Linked DNA regions of Mus musculus: region 2 is linked to region 1. A link is a contact called in public promoter capture Hi-C data. All regions are on one chromosome and are shown on one strand. Each heading gives the region's core, a stretch centred on a gene start, on an enhancer-like site or on the middle of the called end of the contact. The rest is flanking DNA. Distances are from core to core; before and after follow the strand shown.

Region 1 (3,341 bases), core at 426-2,925:
TATAAATATGTATTCACATGCTCTTTAAATCACTAACAAAAAAATTGGTTTGGAAAGTTAGTTTTATTTTCCCACACATAAACACTGGGTCCTTGCTTTTTTCATTTCTTTCTTTCTTTTTTTCCCCTTTTGCCCAAAGCACTGCTATCCTAATAATTTTCCCTTTTTACAGGATTGCCTTTTATGCACATCTTTAAATTAAATTTTAATAAGCTCTCAAAGGACCAAATTCTATCCAAATTGTGACTTTAATTTTAGTTTTCCATGTTAAAAAAAATATGTGACTCTGTAGCATAAAACAAAATCGTATATCTACATAGAAAATGAAACAGAAGCTATGAAGGGGAATTTTATAGAATGAATATATAAACATGGCCACCTACCAAGAGGCTACTTTAACATTAGAAAAACTTCCTCTTTATACTAACACAGATGAACAAATAAACGAATAACATACCTAAGTTGACAAAGCTCATGACCATGTCAGCATCATTCAGAAAGTTGGTATCATGTAGGCTGGCAAGAGGTGGGCTCTGGGTAGTCAGAGGAGTCCTTGGTGGTAAGTGCAGACGATGCGCATACCCATTGGGAGAGGCTGGGTATCCCTTTCTTGTCTCTTTGGCCTCTCCAGCCAGGGACACCCTCACCAAATACTCCGACTCCTCAGGGTTGTCTTCGCTAGCCATGGCATTGTAGAGATCCAGCATAAAGAGGGGGGCAGAAGATGCTTGTTTCCCTGGTGAAAAGGGCCTGGGTCTGTGAGGCAAACCCAAAATAGACAGAATTTCCCTCTGTATTTCCCGTCTCTCATGGTTCCGTAGCCTTCTATAAATAAAACTGGAGTGAACGTGATTGTCTCCCAAGCCTCCTTTTGCATAACCCACTTGAACCCAGCCGCTCCAGAGGAAGCCCACAATACCCCTAAGTAAAAATACAGTCCAATGCATTTTTGTGCAAAAGCAAAAGTCGATATTTTTAATCCTTCTTGTCCACTTGGAAAAAAAATAATAATCCAGGTTCCTTGGAAGTATACTTCACCAGGAGATGTAAAAACAAATTTACCTGTTCTTCATGACAGTGATATTTCTGAACACCGCGCCCTCAGTCCATCTTCTTCTCCTGCTTTAAATATTTTAGAACACGTCAAGAGTAGTTATTCCTTAGAAAGTTGAAATTCAGATTTCTAATTATCCACAGTTGTTAAGAACTTTTGAGAGGTTGATGTAGCAAAAGCTGGTTAAAATTATTTGATCAAATAACCTATGCATTCCTATGTGAATTTATGCTAATCAGGCCTTTGGTATTTGAACTGACGAAAGCTGGTCTTCTGATAGACTGTAGCTCCCAAGTTCTCTTCACTTGCTCTGACTTCTTCTCAACACTTGAACTCTTTCCAAAGCAAATCCTGAGGTCTGAATCACAGATCTACGCTGATCTGCACCTTGGTGTTGGAATTAGATTTGTCCGGCAGCCTAGTGATAACTTGAACATCTTTTGTATGGTCTTAGTGTAAAACAAGACCCAAGGTTATAGTGTTCAAGTAAATGTGTTTCCCTGAATTTACTTGCAATCCTCCCTGTAAATCCATTCAATCTCTTCCCCCCTTCTTACAGTTAATTCCACCTCCAGCAGGCACAAATATACCAGCCCTCTTCAAGAGAGATCTAAGGAGAAATGTAAGCACAGCCCTGCTGGGAAAGAAGAGGCTTCTCCTTGTAATTTGAAACTGGTAAAGCAAAAAGAAGTTAACCCTTTTGCTACCAGAAAAGCCTCCATTTTCGCAATTTTATGGCCATGCATGTAACAGACAACAGTGATCTATGGGGTGTACGCGTTCCAGGGAGGATAAAAGCCAGTTTTCAAGTAACAGGCTGAAAACGTTGCCACCCAGCCATACAGAAATGTTTTAGGCTTTTTGATGGAATGCATTTAATACACTTCTATATTAAGTCTCAGGTTGTAGCAAATTAACTTGGTATGACTCAGTGCCATACTTGAGATTATTTCTAGCTTTTGAAAGTCATTAAAATTTACTTCTTAAAAACTGAAAAGACAATTTTTAAAATTGGAATAAATTTATTGATTCTTAACGACAACTGGCTATTTTAAAGTAAGAAAAAGTAGACAATGAATTATTAGTAAATATATTCGATTCCAAAGAAAGAGCACTTGTAATTCAGGGATAAGAATTAGATAGCTCCAACTTAATTATCTGTAGAAAAGATTTAAGCAGAAATAATATTTATTTCTGACTATATCAATAGTTGAAATAGAAATATCTCATTTATAGTATTATCTTCCTTAACTTTTACTCCATCACCACCGAAATGTAGTCATGCTTACTACAAGATATTTATTACTAAGTGCACTCAGTACTTTGATTTGTTTTAAGTTGTACAAATAAACACCAGTTTGTTTGCTAAAGATCAGGTACCCTGCGTGACTACACACAAATTGGAAGTGGAATTTCTGAATTTTGATGGGTAGAATAGAGAAAGTGTGCACCTTTCTAAAATGCCATACCTAATCTGAGGAAATGAGCGAAGTATGTGTTTATCCTTAATGGTTAATGCCTTTAAAATTTGGAAGTCTGCAATGTTTCTCTGCCTGCTATAATTTTCCTCTCAGGCACGCATTTAACCTTAGCATTTACAGTGCTTTCATTGTCTGGGACAGCATTCCGATAGCAAGGTAAATTTATCCAGTGAATTCTAGAACTGTGGTGAAATTCTAATGTTTTATTTTTCTTTTCCGAGAGGTGTCTCATTCCTTGTTTAATTTCTTTTAACGTATTTCCTCTGAGTGAATGAAACAGTCATATTTCTCATGGTCTTCAGTTCATCAGTGAATGCAAGACACTGAGGGGGCTTCCGGTTCTGGAGGGATACGTCATTTCTCTTGTACAGATCACTAGGAAAACTTGAGAGTGCAGTTGAATGTTTTCCCTCACTGAAAATTCTGCATCATTACAGGATGCCACTGCAGTCAGAACAGCAGCTCAGAGACTACACTCAGGGAGCATTGTTGTAAAAGAGATATCACAAGGAAGAGCAGCCATGAAGATTTTCAGGGACCAGATACCACTGCAATAAGCAGAAGTTTGAACTTCTAACATCCCTGAGATTTTTTTTACTTAGCATCCAAACCAAACACCAAATTTTGGTCATCAGTACAGATTCAGATCGATTACTCTTTTGTGTTTATAAAATATATCAAGTAGGCTATGGAAAACCTCCGGGTTTTAAAATACATTTTGCAAGCTGTGAATTTGCTTTATGTCTCAAGAGCACGGTGGGGCTACAGAGTAAAATCAGCTTCACTAAAGGTAGAAGCAGTTCTTA
Region 2 (3,363 bases), core at 49-2,548, 190 kb before region 1:
AGAACACACTCAGTTTCTTCTAAGGCCATTCCTTTCTATTTTAAACATTAATATTTCAGTAGAATTATAGCTTATTGGGGAATATTAGGTTTGGGGGAGAGGTTGGAGAGATGTCTCAGAAATTAAGAGCACTGGCTGCTCTTGCAGAGAACTGAGTACAGTTCATTAGTGCTCACATGTGGCTCATCCCCTCTGTAACTATAGTTCTGAGCATCTGACACTTCTGTTCCTCATTGGCTCGTACACACATGTGCATACATGCATATATTCAGGCACACATGTGAACACACACACAAATTAAATTTTAAAATATTAAAAACAAGCATTTTAGTTTGGTCTACATAGTGAGTTAAGACTAGCCAGCACTAAGAACAAGACCCTGCCTCAGAGAGAAGTGGGGAAGGGAGAGGGAGAGCAAGAGACTTGGGAGGAGATTCAGAAGCTGGGCCAAGTGTCTTGACAAGTTCCTAAGCACACTGTCTACCATTTTCCTGATACTATAACTTTGCAGGGACTTCCCAGGTATAGCATGGCTTCCCTCTTCCAAGGCCAGTCCAAATCTTTACTTTCATTTTTCCTGGGACATCCCTTTGGGTTTGCAATTAGAATTCAAACAATACTGTAAAGTCATTTGCCTCAAATCTCAGCATTGATGAAAAAAATACTTTCATGTTAACTGAACTAGTTATAAGAGGAATATATTTAGATCATTGTTTAAAATCCTCACTGTAACCTATCCTAAAATTTCTTAAAGTAAAATAGGTAAGATGTGCTATTAAATTAAAACGTTTGTTTTTCTGAGCTCTGTTACATTTTATTAAAAGACATAATAAATATGTAATAATGTAATATAATATATCTACTATGAAGTTGGGTAGATTGGAAAATTATTAGTCAGACTATTAACACCTACAGTAAGGACCATATATTGCCTCAACAATAGCTACATAAAACCCAGCTCTTTTGCCTAAAGCATACACTTCCAAGAATGAAATAACAGAAACAGGCTGAGCAAGGCATCTCTGGCTCATAACTTCTCTTCTCACAGATTTCGCCCCCTAGGAATACACTTTCATAAACCATTTTGCTTTGTTTGTTTAGTCGGTTGATTTGGTTCTGAATCAAGCACGGATGCAAGCTCCATGCTAAAAACCAAAAAGAACCACCATAGCCTAACCATGTCATAGTCTTACAAAGAGAACCAAAACTATTAGCAGACCTGTGCATGCCAACAGGATCATGTTTCAGGAATTAAAAGCTTGGGATACTCAGGAATCGGTTAACCTCTGAATGGAAAACCACACTCGAAGTGTCAGAGATCAGTAACTGTTCTTTGGAAAATACCCAGGGTAACTGTCAGGGTTGGTACTGTTCCTGTGCCCTTGAGCAAAAGCAATTACATTCTCTTTTCTCACTTCTTAGCATAGGGAAACAGTATGTAGTAAATAGTATGTAGTATTACATACTACATACGGCATGTTGAAACCTTATAAAGATTATAGTTTCAACTTTTTTATTATGAAAGAACAAGCCATAAATTATCGTTTACAGCAGGACTCATTTGTTTTACTTTAGTGTTGTGTAACTAACAGAGCATAAAGGCCTCACTCGGATTTTTTTTTTTCCAAAGCAATATAATTCAAATCACCTTCTCTGACCTATCATCTTAAAGGTTTGGTTTCTACATAAAGGAAATGAATCATTGTGCATGCCTAGCAGGCAGTTCAGAAAGCAGTACTATTCAAACATTTCCAAAGTCTTGAAAACATTTTCTGGACCTTGCTCTAGACATGACAGGAGACTGTTGTGTCCCCGCAACCATTTCTTCTTTAAAGCATTTTATGTGGAAGCCAAGAAATACTCCCAATTTTTTTCCAGAATTTTTTTCAAAAGTTTGAACTTTTCTACATTATGTAAAAAAAAAAAAAAACAAAACAAAAACCAAGGTCATTAAAGTCAGGAGCTGAGTTCCCATTAACCTTTGCCCTAAATTCTTAACTCTGAAGAGCGTTGTGCAGTGTGTTTTAAGATAAACTTAAAGGAGATCTAGGAGACATATCCCAGATTCTAATCAACTGTTAAGACCCTGAAGAAGCAGAATGAAGGAATGCCTTAAATGTAAAGCTGTTCAATTTTCTAATCATTTACCAAGAGCGAGAGGATTGCTAATCACTAAAGATGCATTCATTGTAAACAGCTACTATTTATCTCACTCAAAATCACAAACAACTTTGAAAAGTTTGGAAGATGAAATAGATATATTTCATTGACCAGCTTTACAGTGTTAACAAAACTAAGTGTAACTGAAATTTACCAAATGTCTCTTCTGTAGCAGGCTTTGTGCCCTCCACTGAGTCCCTTCAGTAATTTCTCAGACTTGGAGCTCCCAGCCTTATCTGCATTTCAAAGATAAGGAGCCTCCAGGTCACTAAGCTGGGTAAGAGAGGCAAAGCTACTTAGTGGCTGGCTGCAAGGGAAGAAAGCATGTGTTTCCACTTCAGAGTAAGTGTTGTGAAGTACAAACTGCATGATCTGTAGAGCTGGCTTCCTTCCCCAAGGCTTGCATCTTTAACCACTACACACTAAGGCTAAAATGACCTGGGCGGAAAGAATCGAGTTTGTCCTTCCTTGGTGGGAAGAAAGAAAATGTGGCATTACGAATCTGAAGTCACATACTGAGGATGGTATGTTTGTAGTGTTTTCTCTAAATGTTTCCAAGCAATGCTACACAAAAGAACTTACATGCCACACCGTTATACTAATTCTGGGTATTATTAACAAATAAAGCAAGATAGTGTAAATTCAACAGACATATGTCATGCATGTTTTCTGGCTGACTAACTCCTTTTGAATGCCCTGTTATGCTAGAAGCATTCTCTTCATGGAGTATAATCCATAAAATGTATTTCTTCAGGCTTTATATCATAGTTTGTTTCATCTTGTGCAACGTACTGTAAGTTCAGCAGACCTGTGTCCTGTTTCCTGGCTGGCCAGCAGCCTTTGAATACTGTTATGCTAGAAACATTTTCTTCATGAAGTACAATCCATAAAATATGTTTCCACAGGCTTTCAACTTAGAAAACAAAACACCAGATATGTGATTGTCCTGTGCTCAAACTGCACTCACCTACGAAAAACTAATTTTCAAGACAATTGCTGTAGCAAATTAGCATTTGGGGTTAAAATGAATACTGCTTTGAGCTCTGACTTTGGAGGGAAATCCTTGCTGACAGCAGTGTCTCCTTTGCCAGTTAATGTCATTGACAGCTGTCCCATGATCAAGAAGTTTCTGTCACAGGATTAATGGCATCAGTCCTCATGTGGCCTCTAGTCCCAGCCTTCAACACCCACTAATTCAGCAAG

What was found. Promoter capture Hi-C pulls out the DNA fragments that hold promoters and counts their contacts.
Region 2: a contact with region 1 is called in a promoter capture Hi-C map of second pharyngeal arch cranial neural crest, with 2.6 times the contacts expected there. The contact joins the enhancer-like site here to the promoter of Bmp5 in region 1. A contact is called at or near these places in 7 of 39 promoter capture datasets (the 3T3-L1 cell line, 3T3-L1-derived adipocytes, the C10 cell line and 3 more), 1 of 484 Hi-C or Micro-C datasets (uterus) and 2 of 9 other capture datasets (adipose tissue and liver).

Annotation. Positions count from the first base shown.
Region 1 is chr9:75,773,699-75,777,039 of GRCm38.p6, reverse strand. Bmp5 (bone morphogenetic protein 5) reads right to left here and starts at 1,675. Exons shown (of 7, transcript NM_007555.4): 1 at 458-1,675. The coding sequence starts at 947.
Region 2 is chr9:75,959,071-75,962,433 of GRCm38.p6, reverse strand. No RefSeq gene overlaps it. Among named protein-coding and RNA genes, the nearest start is that of Hmgcll1, 54 kb to the left of the region's middle. Within about 2 kb of position 1,298, at least 37 of the 459 cell types and tissues checked have an H3K27ac peak or open chromatin away from gene starts, as enhancers often do. A contact at or near this core is called in second pharyngeal arch cranial neural crest, where this site is marked.